4 separate regions of the Mus musculus genome follow, and regions 2, 3 and 4 are each linked to region 1. Evidence: chromatin contacts called from public promoter capture Hi-C data. All regions are on one chromosome and are shown on one strand. The core of a region is the stretch at or near the end of the contact, and the rest is flanking DNA. Distances in the headings are between cores, read along the strand shown.

Region 1 (5,398 bases), core at 489-2,988:
ACACCATCTATGCATCTATACATCGCACTTAAGTTACTAACCTTACTGTAGTACTAGGCAAACAAAATTAAAACTGATGCACATTCTGCAAAATAGAACTAGATTCTTCAAAATAGTCACTGTTAGTGGTGCATGCCTGTCTTCCATGCACTTGAGAAGCTAAGTAAGGCAAGAGGCCTGCAACGCAGGTGTACTTAGACTGGCTACATTGTAAATTCAAGGCCTGCCTTGGAACTCAGGGAAAGTATCAGAAAAAAAAAAAAAAAGTCCCAACCCAGGGATTATTCTAAACACACTTAAAAACACATGGGCACTAACAGTAACGGATGACCTTGGGTTGGAAAAAAAATGTCGCCAAACATATTTTATTGGATTTTCTTAGAGTGATAACGTTCTGATTATGTAGAAAAAAAAAATCTTTGCTTTTAGTAGATATGTATTGAAATCTTTTGGGGTGGAGGGTAACAGTCTGCAAACTACTGAATGACTCAGCAAAATACACCATATGCATACACACACACACACACACACACACACACACACACAGAGCAACTGTGGAGAAACGTTTAAAAAAAACCTAGTGAATGTGGGTTAATAGTGCCGATTACTGCATTTTTCTTGTATGTTTCAGATTTTTTGAAAAAAAAAATGGAGAAAGTAAAATCTTTTCAAACTTGGAGCGGCCTTTCCTGTTTGTTGGGACATCTTTAGAGTAAGACTCAGTGATACAGTTGTAACTCAACGATACAATTGTAACCAATGAAGGACTGAGTGTTCAGGACCAGTATCTTTAAGATACTGTAATTGTTCAAAGAGACAAGAGAACACTGAAGTGGTAACTACGTGTCAGTCAGCGTGATTTGCATCTTAGATAGCCTTGGAAGGTAGAAAGAGAAACCAGGTAGCCTGGGAAGGCAGAAAGAGAAACCAGCCAGGCCTGAATAGAAATACAGGCTGGTAGAACTGTTTGACCTATTTAGGGTTTAGTTTCCCCATTATAGGAGGAAGAAAAAAAAAATCACTTTTTGGCATGATTGCTGTTTTAGGCTCTTATCTCATGGTATTTAGAAAATTAGGCTTTCTGTGACAAACTTTCCATTTAAGCTGTGTGCATCTTTCCTTCGTTAAACTCACGCAGCCTAATGGAGTAGGAAAAGAGAGGAAAATCACTTCTCCAAGGTCACACAGACACTCAAGGACCCAGGTTCCTCAGCTCTTGGTCTTGTGCCCTTTCCACGCCCGCCGGAGAGGAGGAAGCGGCGCTCATAGGGATGCAAGGATGTAGAGATGCAAAGGGATAGAGGAGGCCGCCTGAGAGAGGTGGCGAGAGACCCGCCAAGGCGCTGGCCAAGGAAGAGCGCATGGAGAGGCGTGCGGCACGACCAGCCGGGGTGCGGAGCGGTGGCTGGGAGGAAGGGTCGGCGGCTGGGCCTAGTGCCCGGGAACGGGTGGCCTGCGGCGGCCGTAAAAGCAAGGAGGTGGAGGCCGTGGGCGCGGGAGGCCGTGGGCGAGGGGGCCGTGGGCGCGGGGAACCGTGAGCGCGCAACCGCCCTTCAGCACAGGTGGGCCGCCGAGCGAGTGATAAGGGCGCGGCCGGGGTCCGGACCCCCGTGCTCCAGAGCTGCGGAGGGGGGCGCGGAGGGGGCGGGGCTGCGGGGCGGGGCCGCGGGGGCGGGTCTCATTGGCCCCCGCGGGAGAGGCCGCGGCGGCGCAGGCGCGGTTCCCGCCTCCTCGGCCGGCGAGCGAGTGGAGGCTGCATCCCGGTGCGGCTGACTGTCGCGTCGCCGCCGCCTCCGCCGCGGAGCCCCCCGCCTGGCTGCCCCGAGTCGGAATGAGCTCCAGGAAAGGTGAGCGGCGCGAGCGGCCCCCGCCCCGCCTCGCGGCACGCAGGCGGCCAACCCGACCGTTAATGTGTCTTCTCTCTCCCCAGTGCTGGCCATTCAGGCCCGAAAGCGGAGGCCGAAAAGAGAGAAACATCCGAAAAAGTGAGTCCGCGCGGCGCTTGGTCCCGACCCCGCCCCGCCTCGCTGAATGTTGCTTGCGGCCGCGCAGGCAGAGCTTCCCGGTCCCCGGGCCGCGGGCGGTGGGTCTCCCGGGACGCGGCGCCGGCTCTACGTGCCCCGGCGGGGGAGGGGTGGGGGGAGGGGCGCGCGGCCGCGGGTTCCGGAGCCGCGACCTGGCCCGTCAGCCTGCGAGCCGCCCGGGCTCTGCACTCGACCCCGCGCCCCGTGCCCCGTGCCCCGCGTCCCCGATCCTCATCCCGCGCCCCGGATCGGCGTCCCTGATCCGTATCCTGAGCCCCTTATCCACATCCCTGATCCGCACCCCAGTGCCTGTACCGCACGGGTCGGATAGTGGGCACGGGAGGGAGGCGGCGGCGCGGCTGACACCTGGGCTGCGGGAGCCAGTGCGCTGCCGCCTCTGCCACCTCCCGGTCCCGCCTGGGCCAGCCAGCTGAAAACCCGAGCTGCTTGTCAAGTGGTTTGGCTCCGGGCGTTGTTCCTGGCGTGAGTTCAGCTCCGGGACCGGTGCGTTTCGGCGCTCGGGTTTTTCATTCGAAACTTTCTGCTCGGGTCGAGCGTTACTTGCGTGCTGCGGCTGCGCCCAGGTCGCTTGCTGCAGTGGGCTGTGGGTGTGTGCGCGGGCGGGTCCCGCGTGGTGCTCCGGACTGGATCCACCGACTATGATATTTCAAATGTGCCAGCGCCAGCCACCTCCAGCCTGGACCTGCAGCCCAGTTGGGCAGCTGCTGTCGGAGAAGCCTTTCCCCGAGAGCTGGGTTTTCCTAGGCGTCAGAGCGCCGCCGCGTGTTTCTCTTTCCTCTCTCTCTGGGTTTGCTGGACCAGCTATCAACATCTTTGCTCACATTGTTTGCTTCGCTGTTCCTTTTGCGCAAGAAATTTGTGTGGTGTCTTTGGTACTATAGAGAAAGACAGAATTCGCCTTTAATAAAATTACGAAATATTTGTCTATCTTTATTTTGCAAGGGGTGGGATAACCCTCTGCTCTCTTAGGTGGTGGTTATAATTTGTATTGGCCCAGCAGGGATTTCCCACACATTTGGTGACATCTAGGAAAACTGGCAGGATTGTCTTCATTCAAAATTGAATATAACTTGACTGTATGTATAGGATTTCCTAAGATGTGGATATATAAATATGAAAGAAATCTATTTTTAGGAGGCAAAAAGACTTGAAAATTGGAAGGTAAACATTGAAAATTAAAAAAGGTTTTTATTTTTATTATTTTGTGTGTGTGTTTGGGTTTGGATGTGTAAGAGCCTTGACACCTGTGGAAGTCAAGGAACAACTTTCAGCGTTTGATTCTCTGACCATAGCTTCGGAAACTGAACAAGATCAAGCCTGGTTAGTATTCAGATGGGAGACTACCTGGGAATACTGGGTCTGTAGGAAAAAAAAAAAAAAAGAAAAAGAAAGAAAGAAAGAAAGAGAAAAGGATTGATTCTCTGTTATGTGTAGGTCTGTGGGATTGAACTCCAATTGTCAGGCATGGTGATAAGCACTGTTACCCTGAGCCATCTCCCTGGCTCAGATATCAGATATGGGATATTTAAAATGCTGAAACTCAATGTAGGCTTCTGATAGTTTATGCTTTTTAAAAACTAGTTCTATTTCCCCGGGGCAGTGATGGTACATACCTTTAATTCCAACACTGGAGAGGCAGAGGCAGGAGAGTTTCTGTAAGTTTTGAGGCCAGCCTGATCTATAGAGCTAGTTCCAGGACAGCCAGGGCTATACAGAGAAACCCTGTTTCACCCTCCCACCCCTCAAAGTGCTATCGTGGCTCAGTAGTTAAGAGCTTCTTGCTCCTGCAGAGGTACCTGGTTAGTTCTTAGCACCAAAATCATGGTTCACAACCATCACTATCCTCAGTTCCAGGGTGTCTGATGGGCAGCTGCATACATGTATTAAACATATATACATGTAGGCAAAATTCATAAAAGAAAACCTTAAAAAGTAGTGCTGGTTCTAACTAATGAAAACCCTAAGTTTTTCTTTTGGTGAACCATGGAAATTTAGCAGCTGTCTGAGTGGATGCTTGGGTTTAATTGTAGCTTTCAGCACAAGGTGTTGTCTGCGTGTGGGGATGGGGTGGGAGTGAGGACAGAGCTAGCCTGTCATCAGACATGATAAATGCAAAACTGCTTTCTAGGTTCAAGGACTAGCACTGGAGAGAAGGGACTTGAGGAAGCTGGGGTCTTAGGTTTTCTTCATTTCACAGACAGCTCTGACAGGTTAGAATCACCCGCCTTGTTTAAATCTACATTGAAGAGTCCTGATGATGAGACATTTTAAGTCTGGAGGAGACTTACTTTTAAACTGTGGTAGTGACTGGCAAGCTTGAGTGATGTGGCTGGGCCTGGCCTGATGCAGTGTGGTCTATGTTCAACATAATTTCCTCCTTATATGCAAACGGAGCTTTCTTTAATCTTAGTTCATTTGTTTCTGTAGGCTTTTATGAATTGCACTCAGCTTCCTGGGTATGTTTATAAAGTCCAATTTGTCTCAGAATTGAGGTCCTTTTTCCTTAGTCTCCATACTGTAGGCCTCTCTTTTGGGGCCAGTTGTGGTGGCACATGCCTTTAATCCCATCACATAAGAGGCAGAGGCAGGAGGATCTCTGAGTTTGAGGCCAGCCTGGTCTACAGAGTGAGTTCCAGAACAGCCAGGGCTTTTACACAGAGAAACCCTGGCTAGAACCTTCCCCACCCCCACCCACTCCCAGCAAAACAAACAAACAAACCAAAATAAAAAAAACCCGACCACCACCACCACCAAAACATTAGTTTTGTTTGTTTTGAACTTCATATAAAGCACACACGTATGGGATTTCTCTCTCAACTTATTTTCAGACTTGTCCATGTTGTATGGGACAAGTACCATTAACTTGCTCATTTTTACTGCTTTATAGACCTCCATTGAGTAAGTATGCCACAATTTGCATATTTTCTAGTCTTACTAAGGAAGTCCTCAGTCCTTTTCTATAGTATAAAGTTATTTTCTAGCAGTGTAAATATTTCCCTAGATTTTCAGTAGATTTATTGTTCTGTATTAGATATATGTTGTGCATATAATGTTTTACATATTATGACTATAACTTGTAATCTAAAAGTACACTGGAAACCAGGAGAGTGCTCTAGCTGAGACTTGAAGAAGCATTAACAGTAATAACTACAAGAGAAGGCAGGGCTTGAGCCTGAGTGGCTGGCCGCCGCCCATGGAGACACTTGCACAATGGCATGTCTGTGCTCCTGCAGTTAGTTAGTGAGGTTGGGGTGGCTGGTGAGGTCACGTAAGGAGTTGGAGAGCACACGTGTGCCAGATTGACATTCAAAAAGAGTTTCCTAGCTTTTAAGTGGAGTGGGACTTAGTGGCCA
Region 2 (5,492 bases), core at 497-2,996, 180 kb after region 1:
AAAGACTACCTTTTAGCTGATTATAATTCTGAAAGTTTGCAGAGGGCTGCTGGTTTTGATAGTAGGATGAAGGAGGGGGAGGAGGGGGAGGGGGTGGGGCCGTGCTGTTGAGACTCTGTTGGTTGAACTGACTGTAGGTTGCTGAAGATTGTCCTGAGGGTGTCTGGGTAAATAACGCTCCAGAAGTTGCCTGCTGAGGATTAGCTTGAAGGTTCTGTGCCGCTGCATAAAAGTTTCTCTGAGTCTCTCGTTGAGGAGTTCCAACTTGAGGTGATTGTGAATGGTGAGGCCTGAAGGGAGATCCTAAGTGCTGTGAAGGAGGCTTTGGCGAGAGGTAACCATGCTGCACGGGGGTGTGAGGTGTGGAGGACTTGGGAGGGTTTTCTGTGTGAGGTGACGGAGGACAGTGCAACTTCGTCGGTGCAGAAGGCAGCTTTTGCGGAAGTTGATCATTCGCACTCAGAGCGTGGGCCTGAGGAGCATGGTTCTGAGAAAGTGCTGGGGTGTTACTTGACAGCTGTCTGTGCTGAGGCTCTGGGTTTTGGTGAACACTGTTGTCAGCTTCTGATACAGTGGCAGTTGCCTCCCAGTGGCTATCTGGTTTTGTGAGTATTTTCCCATGTGACTGAGCAGGATTGATTGGCCCTGGTGAACCAGGCTACGAAGGAAAAAAAAAGAAGTATGAGAGAATGTCACTGGAATTTAATGTTATTTAGTAAGAGGGCAGGAAGCAGTGTGAGGACGACAACGGTGAGTTTTTTTTTTCTCAGTACATTGTGTAAGGTTTTCCATTTGTGTAAGCTTAAATACATTCTCTAGACCTGATGGTCCCTATTTTCCATTTTCTTCAAACAACTTTCAGCCTCTGACAACCTTAAAACTTATCAAATTTTGATTTCATATAATTTCTTTACCCAACTAAAGATAAACTGCTTTGAATAAACAAAAATTGTTCATTAAACCATTTAGCCTTAAAATGCTTTTTTTACTTCCAAGGGTAACCCCAGTGTGGCCCTCAATTTTACAGTGGTCTGCAGGCCCACCAGCTCATCACAGACCAGGATAGAGAGAACAGTCTATTCCGGATGAATGTCACCTGAGTTTTGACATACGGAGTGCTGCTTGGCAGGTCCTTAAGAGTATCCCATGAAGTCAGGAATAAATTTGAGTGAGAAATGTTGACTACGGAAGGGTACTTAGAAAACTGCAAGGTTAAGTCAGGACTGTCTGTACACACAGCTCAACACAAGAGTGAGAAAACAGGAAGAGTACAGAGACCACAAACGGACACTTGATGTGGCAGGGAAAAGTCAGTCTGATGTTCCACCACTTCCATGAGGGACCAGACTTGAAAGGTCAGTGTCGTTACCTTGCTTGTTTTAGAAGGGCTCTGAGAAGTGTCAGGGGATGGACATTCACTTGTACTTGTGGCTTCTGTACCTTCCGCATCAGGGTCTGTAAGGGAGAAGAAACCTACAGTAAATAAGATTACAAGACATACTGCCTCTTGTAGACACACAGAGTGCTCACTGTACACAGTTCTTTCTCTTACTATAAAGCACTTTAACATAATCACCATGATAGGTCGGTCATCTGCTTACTGACCTGCCATGAGTTCACTCAAAGAAGGAGCTAGGCTCTGAGCGTGCACCTGGGGAATGTGATTTGAATGAGATGAAGGTGGAGACTGAACATGACTCGGTGAGCATGAGACACATGGTGACTCTCCCCCTATGGATGAAGCAGAGCAGACCCAGAGAGACCATTAGCGTGCGCTCACAGGGAGCAGAGCACAAGCAGGCAGAAGCATTGGGAGAGCAGAAGCAAGCGCACTCACCACTGTCTTTGTCTTTGCGGTGGTCACTGAGCAGTAAGGCTCTCTGGTAACTTCTCTCTCTCACTTGCTCCACTGAAGTGGAGGCAGTCCTTTAAAAGAAAACACATCCTAAGGTCAGAGAAGCTGTCACCAGCTAGGTTGACTCTTCTGTCTCCCGATGAGCAAAATGTCCTTCAGATGAAGGAGTTTGCTATAATGAGACAAAACTTTGGGGTTAAGCTTTAAAAATAGCCTCTTACATTGCTAACCATGCTCCAAACTGAGATTTTATTACGGTTTACTCAAAGAAATCAGACTAACATTTGTCTTTGGCAATTTCTTGGTGAAAGAGGGGTAAGCTGGAAATATTGTGTTAACATTTTTAAGGTCATGTTAGGTTGCCAAAGGGAGCAAAATCCTTCCAACAGAATCCAAGTGTCTGTGTCAGAGTGGTCAGTCAGACTGGGGACTGAGCCGTCTTTCACATGGCTGCCAAGACCCATCTTAAATGCAGCTGCTGTGCTCTTATTCAAACAGTAAAACTGCTGCTTCAGCCAAAATTAACTGGTAGGGGAGGTAAAGAAACTGTCTAGGACACTGCCTGGAGTGACAAGTTCTGCAGGAAGGAATATTTACATAGTTCACAGCCACAGCTTCTGAGGTGATCACCTTCAACCACTGTCTATTTTATCATTCCAAAACAGCAAACAGGTAGAAGAATTCTCTAACAGGTTTTTCTCCTTGCATAGTGGCACATTGTAGAAGGGACTTACCACTGAACTTCTGGGTCTTTCTTCTCACTGGAATTGGCGTCTTTAACAGGACAGTTACTGCTGCCTTCTTCAGAAGAGGCACTGTAAGCGGCGGCGGCGGTGGCGGCGGCGGCGGCAGCAGGCGGTGGTAAAGGCAAGCTAGCCTGGTTTTCTGCCTGCTCCCCGTTTTCACTGCTGTGGACACACCCGTCGCCACTGCTGCTCAGGCTCCCACTCGGGTGAGGTGACACACTAATCAAAGCAAAGTTCTCTGGCTTAGACCCACTCTTCCTAGCTTCACGTTGTCTCTTACGGTATTCTAATAGAGAAACCTTAGACAAGAAAGAAAAAGTAAATCTCTTATTCTTGTTTGTGTATCAGAATCAATTTTCTTTTTTAAAAAAGGATACTGCAGCATTTATATTAGAAAAATTATGAAAATAATTGAATTTCCATAAATAATTAACAATTATTAAATGCCTACTATATGTCAGGCATTTTATTTAGATGATTTATATACATTATCTCATTTAATCCTCACAACAACCCTAAGAAATAGGTTATATTATCATCCCCATTTTACAGATGAGGAAATTGAGTAACTCACTCACTCCAGGTCACACAGCTGGTGAGTGTTGGAGCCGGGATTCGAACCTAGGTCTTATTTGAAAGCCCGTGCTCTTTCCACTATACTACATTGCTTCCCACAAAGTTGCCAACTGGACTCTGTTATAAAAATTAAAAGCACATATCACTAAAATGCTTTGACTTATATGCAGTTAAGCCTATTAAACAAATAAGTGCTGTTTTTCCCAATCTTGAAAAATAAGGCATTCTAACTGTGTCAAGATTAGATACTTTTGTATTAAGATAGAATCTGAGCAAGCAGTATCATACTTTGAAAATACTCTTACATCCATGGCCTAAATACTGTAAGTATTATGATGGTGAAGAGGCATTTCTTCTCTCCAAGGCTGCCTGCTCAATGTAAAATAAGAGAAATAAGAGTAAGTATTATCTACCTATTGCTTTGGTGGAGGTGTTTATTTTTAAAAGTTACTTGCTTCATAAAAAAAAATCATCTTGAGGCTTTTATCTCAGACTACATTTCTTAGAAGTTTTCATATCACCATAATTTTTACTTTCTTAGGAACATCAAATTATTTACAAAAAAATTAAAAAATATACATATGAAAACCTTAATTTACATAACTAAGTTACAAAATGCCTCACGTAACACATGCTGTAACTACCAATAACCCTTAAGAGTAAAGTAAAAAACCCACTATTATAAAGACTATAAATTGTTAAATTATAACCTTTTTCTTTTGTGGTGGATTCTGGGGCGTGCAACTCCCGTCGATCAAATTGTCATTAACAGTCCGTCCAAAACCAGAGGCAAGCCCGTCTTCAGAAGTACAAAAGACAGCCGCTCCCAGAAACATGCCTCTAGTGTCATCCTGCTGAATCAGGCACTTGGACTCACTTACTCGGAAGCCGCCTCCAGTCTCCAACTGATGAGAGGGTGTTAAGTCCCTCAAGTTGGAGTTTACTGAGAAGTTAACTCCTGTTCTGTCAGGACTCTTTACCCAGGATGAATACATTGTGCCCCGTCCAGAGTGGGTCGAATCCAGTTGGTTGCTGGGCTCAGTCCTGTCATGGGCTGGTGTTTCCATGGATTTCTGTAAGGCAGCTGGCTCGACTGCATCGAGTCCCAGTTGAAGGTCTGACACAGACTCCTTCTCCCCTGGGCAAGGCCTGTTAACCTCAGTCCTGCTCCTAGGGCTGGTATAACCAATAGTCTTTATTTCTTGCAGGCCCAGCTCAGTTAAATTGGAATTTCTAAAAGGCCCCAACGTTAGCATGTTTGAAGGTCGGTCATATCCCTGTGGTGGTAGTAGGGAGGAGAATCACACAAACAATGCCAGTTAGGGACAAATTACTATCTAGCAGCAATTTAGGCAAAATAATAATAGAAAAAAAAATCAGCAAGTGCATCTTTTTTGGCAATTCCTTACCTCTTGATTGTAAGTGCATCTCTTTATTTCTGGAGAACTTTCTGGGGAAGAAATATTCTACATAAAAGTAATAAAATTAGGAATTAAAATACAACAAACTACAGTTTGTAGACATGAATTAAAATGAAAAAACTGATGACAGATTTTAGATTTAAGCTTTTTGAAGACACTTGCTTTAGGGCTCTATACATAGTACAAAAAAAAATGTTCACTGTGGCACAAATGCAAATGCTAAATTTATGTAATTGTAGACTCCCAATTTTCTCTCAGGGTTTTTCATCACACTAGTTAATAGGGCGGGGAAGGGTTCTACGCAGAGTTTGATAAACACTCCATCCCAGGGATGAACAGTTTTTTACCCCCAATTTCTCACCTCAAAGTGCATGGTGTTTCCTGGTGTGCCAGGGGTTACAGGGGTCACTGGTGAATATATGGGTTTATAACCATTTCTGTAAGTTTCATCATCTGATTTGATCCGTGGGGGAGTGGCAAATGCTGGGTCCGTAGGAGTGATGTCTGTGTGAGTTGGTGTAGCATATGGTGAAGGGGTAGGAGTGGAGCTTTCTGAGTAAGCAGTATCTAACAATTGGTAAAGTCTTCGCTTTTTTAGTGGTGTGGTTAAATCTGTTGATGAAATAACAATGTATAAGAAATCATACTGCTGATATTTGCTATGATACAGAAACAGTAATTAATATTACTTTCACCTCCCAATTAAAGAAAGAATTTGTATTTTCTCAATGTGAAATCTCCCTTAACCCCAAAAGTTTCAGTGCTAGCAAATATCTTGTTTGAAACCTAGAAATCATAAAGAAGTCTTATTACAAATACTGATGTTACTGTAGCTGATGTCTAAGCAGCTAGCCCCACACTAAGTCCCGACATAAACAGTATTTCCAACTATGG
Region 3 (5,278 bases), core at 2,246-4,745, 170 kb before region 1:
TGCATGCCTATGAGTACCAAGACCACCACGCCCCCTATACCTCCCAGCACTGGTGTGAGAGACAAGTGCCTCTGTAAAAAACTGTCCCTCCCCCTTTCAATGTGGGTGCTAGGTTTCCAATCCAGTCCTCAAGCTTGCCGGGAAAATGCTTTACTGATTAGACCGAGACTGCAGCCCCTCATTTTAGTTTTAAATGAAAACCAACATGAACTAAGAGGCAGCTTTCTTGACACTCCTTCCACAGAGACTGACTTGTCACAAGGTTTCTCTTCCTACTTCTAATGTACATAGAAGATGGAGAGGTGGGATGGAGAAGGGAATCACATCTGCCATTGATTCAATGTGAAGATATATTGTTGCAACTATCAACTTTCTGATCCCTGAGAATAATCGGGAAGTAGCAGGGCTGAGGACAGAGAGGAAAGAAGGGCAGAGAAGTGCGCAGTGAGGTGGATCAGTGGGTCAGTATTTGAAAAGTTCAATCCCAGACCCCATGGAAGGGTGGAAGGAGGAGAAAGACATCTCAAAGTTTTCCTCTGAGCTGCATTCGTACACTATGGCATGTGCTTGTATACACACACACAAACACATGCACATGCACACACATGCACACACACCTCACACCTCATAGACAGATATACACACACCACAGACCTACACAGACACACACCACACAGACATACATATACCACACACCTCACAGACAGACAGACACACCACAGATGCACATAGACACACCACACACACACACAAACCACAGACCCACACATATCCACACACCACGGACACACACATCACAGACACATACATGTCACATACCTCTCAGACAGACAATCAGACACACACACACACACACACACACACACACACACCACACAAAGAGACACATACAGAGAAACAAATACACCACACATAGACACCACTCACTACAAGGACACAAATAACACCTCATAGACAGACACACCACACACCTCACAGGATGACAGACACACACATACACCACACAGACACATACACACACATCATACCTCCCAAACAGGCAGACACACACACACCACACACCTCACAGACAGACACACAGACACACACACACCACAGACACACAAATACGTATACCACATACCTCAGAGATAGACAGACAGAAATACATACACACACACACACACACCACAGACACACACAAGTACATACACACACATCATTCCTCACAGACAGACAGACACACACACACACCACACACACATCATACACATACATACACACACACACCACCGACACACACACACAGACAGAGACACACCACACAGTCATGCAGACACAGACACATATACATATACAGCACACAGCATGCACACACACAACACACACAGAGACACACACACACACCACACATATACACCACACAGATGCACACAAACACACACATACACACCACACAATAATAATAATAATAATAATAAACAGTTTTACAAAGAAGTGACTGAAAGATGGCTAAGGTGAGTAAGAGCTGAGTGCCCCTGATTCTCTGGCCTTTGTGTTCCTATTAGGATCTTTGCTGAATATGTTAGTTTGTTTTGTTATTGTTGGTGGTGGTGTTGTTTTGGTTTTTTGAGACAGGGTTTCTCTGTGTAGCCCTGGCTGTCCTGGAACTCACTCTGTAGACCAGGCTGGCCTTGAATTCAGAAATCTGCCTGCCTCTGTCTCCCAAGTGCTGGGATTAAAGGTGTGTGCCACCACGCCCAGCTCTATTGTGTATTTCTTTCTTTTCTTTCTTCTCCTTCTCTTCTTCTTCTTCTTCTTCTTCTTCTTCTTCTTCTTCTTCTTCTTCTTCTTCTTCTTCTCCTCCTCCTCCTCCTCCTCCTCCTCCTCCTCCTCCTCCTTCTCCTCCTCCTCCTTCTCCTCCTCTTCCTTCTTCTTCCTCTTCTTCCTTCTTCTTCCTCTTCTTCTTTTCTTCTTTCTTCTTCTCTCTTTCTTTCTTTCTTTCTTTCTTTCTCTTTTCTTTCTTTCTTTCTTTCTTTCTCTTTCTTTCTTTTCTTTCTTTCTTTCTTTCTTTCTTTCTTTCTTTCTTTCTTTCTTTCTTTCTTTCTTTCTTCTTTCTTCTTTTTCTTCCAGAGCAGAGGACCGAACCCAGGGACTTGCACTTGCTAGGCAAGCACTCTACCACTGAGCTAAATCCCCAACCCCTCTATTGTGTATTTCTAAACAGAGTATTTTGAGAAACAAGATGCATAAAAATTTCTGTTCTCATTTGGCTCATTTACATCACTGCATTTTAGGATCAGAGCACTGCTTTCCTAGTAACCATGGTGAACTAATTAGATGCTTTGCTATGGGATCAGCCAATTCACAAGTTTCTTATTTCAAGTCAATTGCAGAATTCGACTAAAATCTTGGCACTTCTGATCCTAGAGTCGCATTTTCTACACCTATGTTCTTTATTGTTGGTTTTTTTTTTTCATTGCATTGTATTAATAAAAATGTATTCTTTGAGGATGAATGCAGTGGGGCAGGAGAGAAAGACAGAATTAAGGAGACATGGGAAGTGAAAGGTGTCCCGTCTGGCTGAAGAATCCCACCAGCCGAGCAAAGACTCCCCTGACATTTAACAGCATTTGCTGTTACGGGGCAGTACTCCTTTTATACAGAACTATTTTCAACTAAGAATATTGAAACAGTGACCACACTCAAGGCTTAAGCATATCTGACTTTACTCCTTCCCAGATGTAAACTGCAGTTTTCTGGGACTCTCACACACAAAAGTCTATAACTTCCTTTATAGTAAAAATGTAGCTTAACTCCCATGAACCCCTTGTGCCCAGTGATCTCATTAAGTTCCTTGGCAGTCCTTGAGATGTAAGTCTAGAAGCCAGAAGTGTCAAAGAAAAACAGACAAATAAACCCAGATTTCACGCGAACTTCCCAGATTTGAAAATGTTGTTAAATGAAAAACAGAGAACGGGTGCAAAGTAGAAGGAAACCTGGAAGAGTGCCCGGTGACGTCCGGTTTTAGCAGCCATAGAAGAAACTGATTCTGGGATAGTAAGGAACTTAGCCAAGATAACAGAACAGTATATAAAATAACATTCCTTCTTTCTCAAAGATCATCGCTGGGATGTGTGCTTTAAAACTCTGGAAAGATGCTGGAAAAAAATAAAGGTAGTTGTAGATAAAAAAGTAGGCCTCAAGTGAGCGCGTCTGGCAATCTTCAGCAAACAGCGCGCATTGAATCCCAGCACTCGAGACGCTGATGCAGTAGCAGCTCCATGGGTTCAAGGGCAGCAAAGTCTTAAACAGGGAGCCCCTATCTGGAAAGACAATTCCCGCCCCGCCCCTCCAGGAAAAGCCGGATTCGTCCCAACAATAAAACAACAAAAACGAGGCGGGAGCAGTGAACCCGCAAGGCGGAGCTAGGTTGCTGGAAGGCGACGGATTACGGCCTCTGTCGGCGATGCCTCACGACTCCTGCCGTAAAGGCCCCACGTGGCGCATGCGCAGCTCCTCTCCCTTCCGGGATCCGGACACGGTGGTGGTTGTTGGGCTCCTCGTTCCGCTGGTCCGTCGTCGCCATGGTGAAGCTGAGCAAAGAAGCCAAACAGAGGCTGCAGCAGCTCTTCAAGGGCGGCCAGTTTGCCATCCGCTGGGGCTTTATTCCTCTCGTGATTTACCTGGGTCAGTGATTGAAGAACTTGGGAGGAGCCGCAGGGCAGGGGTTGGTGGGGTCTGAGTCTCCTTTTTTGCCATCCGGGGCTAGGAAATTAAACCCGGCCTCCGCGTTGTCCACGATTTCCGAGGCTGTCTGCCCGGGCTCGAAAAACCATCTTCCAGTTCCTTTTAGCTATTTGAGTAGTGTTTAACCAGTCACACAATCCCTTATATTCCCTACTTAAATCTGTAAAATAAAAGCAAGACCTTTCAAGATTGGTTTTAGGTTTATATGACCCCTAAAGAAAGATTAATCCTCTATTTGACTTTTAGAACGTTTCCCTCCTGTAGGTTAGCCTAAGTGGGAAGACGGTAACCAGGTTAAAACGTCACTGCCTAAAAGCATGATTGTGACCATTGGATGCCTACGCTTTTCTTGTATAATGAAGGATTTCGGTGATTTTTTTTTTTCTCCCGAAAGTTACAGACCCCATTTTGCAGGGAAAGACAGCCATAAAGTTGTACTTTCCTTGCCCAAGTGTCCAGGCAAATATTTTCACCTAGGGCTACACTCTGGAACTGGTTCTGTTCCTGGTTGAGTAGTTTTACAATTTTTTATCTTAATTGCCTTATTCATCCCGTAAGGTAAACAGCAGAGGATTTTAGCTCCAGGTCTCAGAGCTCTAATATGGAATCTGGCGTTTCTCATTAAAGCAGGACCCTCACAAGGTGCTGCTTCTCGTTTGTTTTACATGACTTGCATTATATAAGATAAAATACATTCATTTGTAGTCTTGGCAGAGCCTTTAACTAGGCTGGACATTTCTCCAGGCAGCTGTTGTACCTGTGAGAAGTATGTGAGCTGTGATAACCTGGATATTTTGATAGGACAAGTATTTTTCTTGGTGTTCCTAAGTATTACTGATGAGACAGTGCCTCATGTTGCTCAAGCTGGCCTTGAACTCCTGGTTCTCTTTTTTTTTTTTTCCCTACCTTTCCAGTGTTTGAATTACAGGCCTGCACCGTCACATACAGCTCTTTTCTCCTCTATTTTGAAAGAAAAGAAAATCTCAGACAGTGATATTATATAGGTATCAGATAGATAATTGTGACAGCTTACTTTTTTTGTTTGCTTGGGGTTTTTTGTTTGTTTGTTTTCGAGACAGGGTTTCTCTGTATAGCCCTTGCTGTCCTGGAACTCACTCTGTAGACCAGGCTGGCCTTGAACTCAGAAATCCGCCTGCCTCTGCCTCCCGAGTGCTGGGATTAAAGGCGTGCGCCACCACCCACTGCTGGCTCTACTTTTGTAGGCCGGGTTGTCCATACAGTTCTTTGAGCCCCGCTCCATTTTCATAGTTTGCCTGTAGGTAAGGCTGGGTGAACTCGCAATTCAGCCTCATCTATGGTGTAGTTGGAACTACAGGTGCACTAGGCTCTCCTCTTGAGATACACCTCTGCCCCCACCACCGCCAGATGAGCCCCTTTCATGCAGCCTAGGCTGGCTTGGCTGTAATTTCAAGCTCCTCCTGCCTTCAACTTCTGAACAATGTGTTAAAGTTGTGCACAGCTATGTCCATAGCTAGAAGCTGTAGCTACTTGTCAGAATCTTGGGTCTGAGAACTGGATGCTTCACATT
Region 4 (5,456 bases), core at 1,011-3,510, 210 kb after region 1:
AAATATATACAAATTACTGTAAAATAAAAATATATGGGGATTTACATTTCTGGTAATTTTTATTCTCATCTAAATAGTCTCTCATAACTGTACTTTCTTAGTAATCACAGACATATCCACCAGTTCTGTAACTCTTTGAATCAAAATATAGATAACCCTCAATTTGAAATAAACTAAGGGATTAAGTTTTTATCCTCTCAGCTATAAAACAGGGATGAAAAGTTCCTTACAAGAGTTCGTTTTAAGGATTAAATGAGCTACACACACACATATATACCTATATATGTATATATACATACACCTACACACATACATGTATATATCATCCATATGTACATATGTTAAATGCATATATTCAACATAAAGAGATATATAACAACAAGCTGGACCCAAAGAGACATCTCAACAGTTAGGAAGGAGCACGCGCTGCTCTTCCAGAGGACTCAACTTATGTTCTCAGAATCACATAACCACTGTGACTCCAGCCACTAAGAACCCAATTGCCTCCTTAAGCATTTATACTCTACATAACCACATGCAGACACACACCATAATTAAAAATGATAAAAACAGCCAGGTGTGTGCCTCTCCCAGCACTGGGGAAGCAAAGATCTACAGATCTCTTGGGTTTGAGGTTATCCTGGTCTACACAGCTAGTTCCAGGGCTATACAAAGACCTTATCTCAAAAAACAAAAACAAACAAACAAATAAAAAAAGATAAAAATAAACCTTTAGAAAAAATAACTACATAATTTACTAATTACTATATAATTTAGAATTAATAGTACATAATACAATGTAACCTTATCCAGTCTTTTCATTGAGGTTAAAAAATACCAACATAAATACAACAATTGTATTGTAATATAGCATTGTTAGGTCAAAGTATAAACTATATAGTTAATTACACAGAAAATATAAACCAGCTATGCTTTTTAAGTATTAAGCACAATACCACATACATCTCCTTTTAACTTGCAGCTCTCCAGAAGCCCGTGTGAGCAAACCTTTGACACTTACTTACCGCATAGGGCAGACCGATGTAGCTGTGTGAGTGGTGGGAGCTGCTGGTGTATAACTGGTGGGGAAAACTGTTGGATTTCTCAACTACCACAGGGCTAGCTTCTACGGATTCCGGTCTAGAGGAAAGAAGTTCCAGCAATTAGAATTCCATTCACTTTTCTGTTTTCATCTATTAAAATAATTTATGTAATTACTTAATCTATTAAAATTGATCAGGTGCTTATATTAAAATATTGTCAAAACAAATACAATGTCTATTTATAGTATGTGCACAGCTTGTGAGTCCATTCATCCTATGGAGACTGTATCTTAACCAAAGTTTTACTTAATAAAATAAATATCCTAATGCCAAGTTCAATTCCAGTTTCCTGTCGTTTAGAAAGTGCCCAGTGCTGGGGATGATGGTGCCTAGGCTGTAATCATAGCACTGTGGGAAGCTGAGGTAGGGGAATCAAGAGTTCAGTACCAGCATGGGCTACAAGTAAAATATGGCTAAAATAAAACAAAACAAAAACCCCAAAAACCCAAAACCTCAAAATTACTAGAGACCAAGCTTTATGTCATCTACCCAGTAAGAAACATGCAAAGGGGTGGCCAGAATGACAGAATGGTTTTAAGTAAGACTAACTAAAGAGAGAGTCTATACAGACTCTGGCTTGAATGTTAAGTGTGCATTTCAATGATCAAAATAATATGTGTTGAATGTGCTGAGGTAGAACAGACTCTGGAAAATGTCAGTAAGTTAAAGAAAAGGGAACCTACATTGAACCAGATTTACACCTGAAAAATACAAGCAGCTGTGTGTAATGAGTAGCGTTTAGGTCTGGCCTACCATGAGTTAAGTGTAGGTAATGAATCAATTGCTAATAGTGCTGAGAGTAGCAACCCCCAAACTGTTGCAGCTTTGAAAGCTCCTTGCCCTTGCATTTAACTATACCATTTTCCCAACTTCTTTATTCATACCGACACCCCCTCATCCCAGCCCAATTTTATCTAATGGCTATTGATCAGTGTAGTGGTAAATTAACAGCCAAGGTCAAGTCTCTCCTTTTCAAATCTAGAAGACAATCTGTTTCTTTGCCTTTATTTCAATCTTTATCCTACTTCCTAATTCCCTAAATTGGTCCCGAGACCAGCAGGATAAAAACAACTTTCACAGTTGCTACTTTCTTAGCCGACCTTCACATAAGCTCAAGTTAGTGCCAAATGGATGATGTCATAAGACCCAGTGTGCCACAATGAGTAGAAAGAAGCACAAAATGAGATTGCTGAGTCATCCTGCAAATTACAATCTCCAATAGGTTCAGGGTAGTCTGAAAACTAGTATCTGTTAAATTTGTCTCATAGTTTTAAAATTAGAATATGTTCATGTATGAAATTTAAATACAAAAGTACTTATAAATGCAAAACATTAAATCTTCCTCCATTACCATGTCAACATTTACTCCATGTATCCCTTTCTAGTTTTATGTTATAAATACATCTATACATTTTAAAAACTAAGAATATCTTATATTTACTTACATATATACCTTACTCTTATAATGATTACTTATTTGCCTCAGGTTTCTTTTCAATGATTTATTTTTATTTTATGTAGGTCGGTGTGAGGGTGTTGGACAGATTGCCTGGAACTGGAGTTACTGAGAGTTTTGAGCTACCATGTGGATATTGGGACTTGAACCCAGGTCCTCTGGAAGAACCCAGTGCTCTTAACCACTGAGCCTCTTGCCTCAGGTTTCTGACTGTTAAAATGACAGGAGTGGCCGGGTGTGGAGGCGCACGCCTTTAATCCCAGCACTCAGGAGGCAGAGGAAGGCGGAGTTTTGAGTTTGAGGCCAGCCTGGTCTACAAAGTGAGTTCCAGGACAGCCAGAGCTACACAGAGAAACCCTGTCTCAGGAAAAAAAAAAAAAAAAAAAAAAAAACAGGAAAAAAAAAAAAAGATGACAGAGTGACCTACCATGCTGGCCTCCTTTTGTGAGGGTGGGTAATAATCCCATGTAGTGCAAGCTAGAAATCACTATGTAGCTAACCCTAGCCTTGAACTCCTAATCCTCCTGCCTCCACTTCCTAAATACTGAGATTACAGGCATACACCACCATGCCTGCCTAACTTGGAAAAAAAAGTTGAATTACAGCAATGATCTATAATACCATCATTAAAGCTATGCGAAGGAAGTGTGGCAAAAGTAGAAGACTCACTCTTAAGTGTATAATCTAATTACACTGTTCCTGAAGAATGTGGGTAAAACTGGTAATGTGGAGTAGCTAATGAAATGAAATCAAGTTTTCAGGTAAACGTAGATGAGTTCAAGTATGTGAAAGAGCAAAATACTTTTCAGAGTATCACGATGCAAACATGGCTGCAATAGTGACGAGAAAGAAAGGCCATGTAAGAAAGCAGAAGGTTTTAAGAACATCTCTGTGTTGAATTTTTGTACTTACAAGTAGTTTTTAAAATAACTTTAAATGTATTTATTTAATGTGTGCTTGTGTGTACATTTGGTAACATGGTACCCACACAGATCACAGAGCACCTTTTGAGAGTCAGCTCTCTCCTTCCATCATGTGGATTCTAAGAAGCCAACTAAGGCCATCATGCTTGGTGCGAGCACTGTTACATACATGTCATCTTGAGGGTGCACTGAAAGCAATTTTTTTTTTTTTTTGGTTTCTGAGACAGGGTTTCTCTGTGTAGCCCTGGCTGTCCTGGAACTCACTCTGTAGACCAGGCTGGCCTTGAACTCAGAAATCCGCCTGCCTGTGCCTCCTGAGTGCTGGGACTAAAGGCGTGCGCCACCACCGCCTGGCCGAAAGCAATTTTTAAAACAAGGAAACATGTTATAAAAATATTGAATGACGGGCTGGTGAGATGGCTCAGTGGGTAAGAGCACCCGACTGCTCTTCCAAAGGTCAGGAGTTCAAATCCCAGCAACCACATGGTGGCTCACAACCATCCGTAACAGGATCTGACGCCCTCTTCTGGAGTGTCTGAAGACAGCTACAGTGTACTTACGTATAATGAATAAATAAATCTTTAAAAAAAAAAATATTGAATGACATTTATTACTTTAAAATGTTTACTACTGTTGCGTGTGTGATATGTATGTGTGCTATACAGGTTGTACAAGTGTCACCACACATATGGGGAGCAGACTTTTATTCTCTTCTTCCTCTGGGGATCAGAGGATAGGACTCAGGCCATTGGGCTTAAACAGAAAGTGCTTTTTTACTCCTGGTTGACATTTTTAATGATTGTCCTTAACTATAATACAGCATTTAATTAAAATAGAAAGATCAGTACTCGTGAGGCTAAGGCAAGGGGATTTCCAAGTTTAACAAACATCATTCGACTCAGTAGCACCAGTTTGAGGGATTTATCCAAAGGAAGCAACTTCCTTAGGATAGAACACTTCCTTACATAGACCACTGATTTAACATGTCTGTTATATCAATATTCATTCATGAAACTAGAAATCTTTTCAATGTTCAATCAGAAAATTATTAAATCTAAGAAGGCTTACTAAACTTGCATATGAATAATAGTTGAGTAAAAACTAATAGTAACAAGCTGCTATAATCATTTCCTTCTAAAATCTCCTAAAACATTACAAAGCTTTCTTAACAGCAGGGCTAAGAAAATAACAAAAAATATTTTGTGTCTATAGTAGCTACTGTTTTATATAGCTAATTTACATGCCTACATAAATGCCTAGATAATACATAGGCATAATGTGTCATCAATAAATTGCATTAGGATTAGTGAGATAGCTCCGTGAACAGAAACTTGTCACGATTCACAACATGATACAATTCCACAAGTAGAATAAGGAACAGATTCCTGAGAGCTGTCCTCTGACCTCTACAGATGCATGGTGGCATTGGAGTCCAGACACATACATAAGCAAACAACAAATAAGCAAATGTACTAAAAAAATTATTTAAACAAACAGGGCTAGTAAAGTCATAGATCTTGGAGAGGAACGTATAACCACCACTTTACTAATCCAGTATAATCCCTAACTACATTCTAAATATTTGTCCTCACACCACCCTTCACCCCCATCAAAGAAACTTCCCAGAAACAGAGATCATTACAGAAAAACACAAGCAATCACATGCACAGCTGTGGAGCCCAGTTGCAATGGACACATCTACAAAACCTCCCCCAGGTAAGGCTGGGGACACCAAGAGAGAGTATTAGGAAAGACTGTAAGAGCCAGAGGGTCACAGTTTGCTAAGACAGCATTTCCAAGTAATTATCAGAACCTACACCCATGAAGTCTCACCAAGATTAATACTTAAACATGAGCTGAATGAGACAACAACATGCCAAAGCTGATAGAGGAAAGACCAAAGGGCTTCAACCCCACACAAACAACTACAGGCAACTAAGGAATGCTGAGAGCAGCTGAAATAGTCTTCCCTAA

The links. Promoter capture Hi-C pulls out the DNA fragments that hold promoters and counts their contacts.
Region 2: a promoter capture Hi-C map of hematopoietic stem and progenitor cells shows a contact between it and region 1, with 5 times the contacts expected there. The contact joins the enhancer-like site here to the promoter of Srpk2 in region 1. A contact is called at or near these places in 19 of 39 promoter capture datasets (the 3T3-L1 cell line, 3T3-L1-derived adipocytes, the C10 cell line and 11 more), 1 of 15 datasets of contacts at CTCF or cohesin (large pre-B cells), 11 of 484 Hi-C or Micro-C datasets (DN3 thymocytes, the G1E-ER4 cell line, the N1E-115 cell line and 7 more), 11 of 115 datasets of contacts at active chromatin or transcription factors (embryonic forebrain, embryonic limb bud, embryonic midbrain and 4 more) and 4 of 9 other capture datasets (adipose tissue, embryonic stem cells, liver and 1 more).
Region 3: a promoter capture Hi-C map of stem cell-derived epiblast-like cells shows a contact between it and region 1, with 4 times the contacts expected there. The contact joins the promoter of Tomm7 here to the promoter of Srpk2 in region 1. A contact is called at or near these places in 8 of 39 promoter capture datasets (embryonic stem cells, frontonasal cranial neural crest, hippocampal neurons and 4 more), 2 of 484 Hi-C or Micro-C datasets (both in embryonic stem cells), 4 of 115 datasets of contacts at active chromatin or transcription factors (effector CD8 T cells, embryonic stem cells, memory CD8 T cells and 1 more) and 1 of 9 other capture datasets (adipose tissue).
Region 4: a promoter capture Hi-C map of the HPC-7 cell line shows a contact between it and region 1, with 5 times the contacts expected there. The contact joins the enhancer-like site here to the promoter of Srpk2 in region 1. A contact is called at or near these places in 16 of 39 promoter capture datasets (the 3T3-L1 cell line, the C10 cell line, the HPC-7 cell line and 11 more), 1 of 15 datasets of contacts at CTCF or cohesin (large pre-B cells), 4 of 484 Hi-C or Micro-C datasets (LSK cells, bone marrow-derived macrophages, hematopoietic stem and progenitor cells and 1 more), 6 of 115 datasets of contacts at active chromatin or transcription factors (the SCID.adh cell line, embryonic forebrain, embryonic stem cells and 1 more) and 2 of 9 other capture datasets (adipose tissue and liver).

Annotation. Positions count from the first base shown.
Region 1 is chr5:23,672,307-23,677,704 of GRCm38.p6, reverse strand. Srpk2 (serine/arginine-rich protein specific kinase 2) reads left to right here and starts at 1,738. Exons shown (of 16, transcript NM_001359173.1): 1 at 1,738-1,847; 2 at 1,931-1,985. The coding sequence starts at 1,832.
Region 2 is chr5:23,496,690-23,502,181 of GRCm38.p6, reverse strand. It overlaps Kmt2e (lysine (K)-specific methyltransferase 2E), which reads right to left. Exons shown (of 26, transcript NM_026984.2): 19 at 4,960-5,210; 20 at 4,587-4,643; 21 at 3,888-4,454; 22 at 2,590-2,900; 23 at 1,838-1,926; 24 at 1,606-1,731; 25 at 1,370-1,455; 26 at 1-658. Among named protein-coding and RNA genes, the nearest start is that of Kmt2e, 65 kb to the right of the region's middle. Within about 2 kb of position 1,746, at least 30 of the 459 cell types and tissues checked have an H3K27ac peak or open chromatin away from gene starts, as enhancers often do. A contact at or near this core is called in cerebral cortex and hematopoietic stem and progenitor cells, where this site is marked.
Region 3 is chr5:23,842,362-23,847,639 of GRCm38.p6, reverse strand. It overlaps Tomm7 (translocase of outer mitochondrial membrane 7), which reads left to right and starts at 3,495. Exons shown (of 3, transcript NM_025394.3): 1 at 3,495-3,669. The coding sequence starts at 3,567.
Region 4 is chr5:23,458,700-23,464,155 of GRCm38.p6, reverse strand. Kmt2e (lysine (K)-specific methyltransferase 2E) reads right to left here. Exons shown (of 26, transcript NM_026984.2): 3 at 1,026-1,140. Among named protein-coding and RNA genes, the nearest start is that of Kmt2e, 27 kb to the right of the region's middle. Within about 2 kb of position 2,260, at least 50 of the 459 cell types and tissues checked have an H3K27ac peak or open chromatin away from gene starts, as enhancers often do. A contact at or near this core is called in the HPC-7 cell line, the SCID.adh cell line, adipose tissue and 2 more, where this site is marked.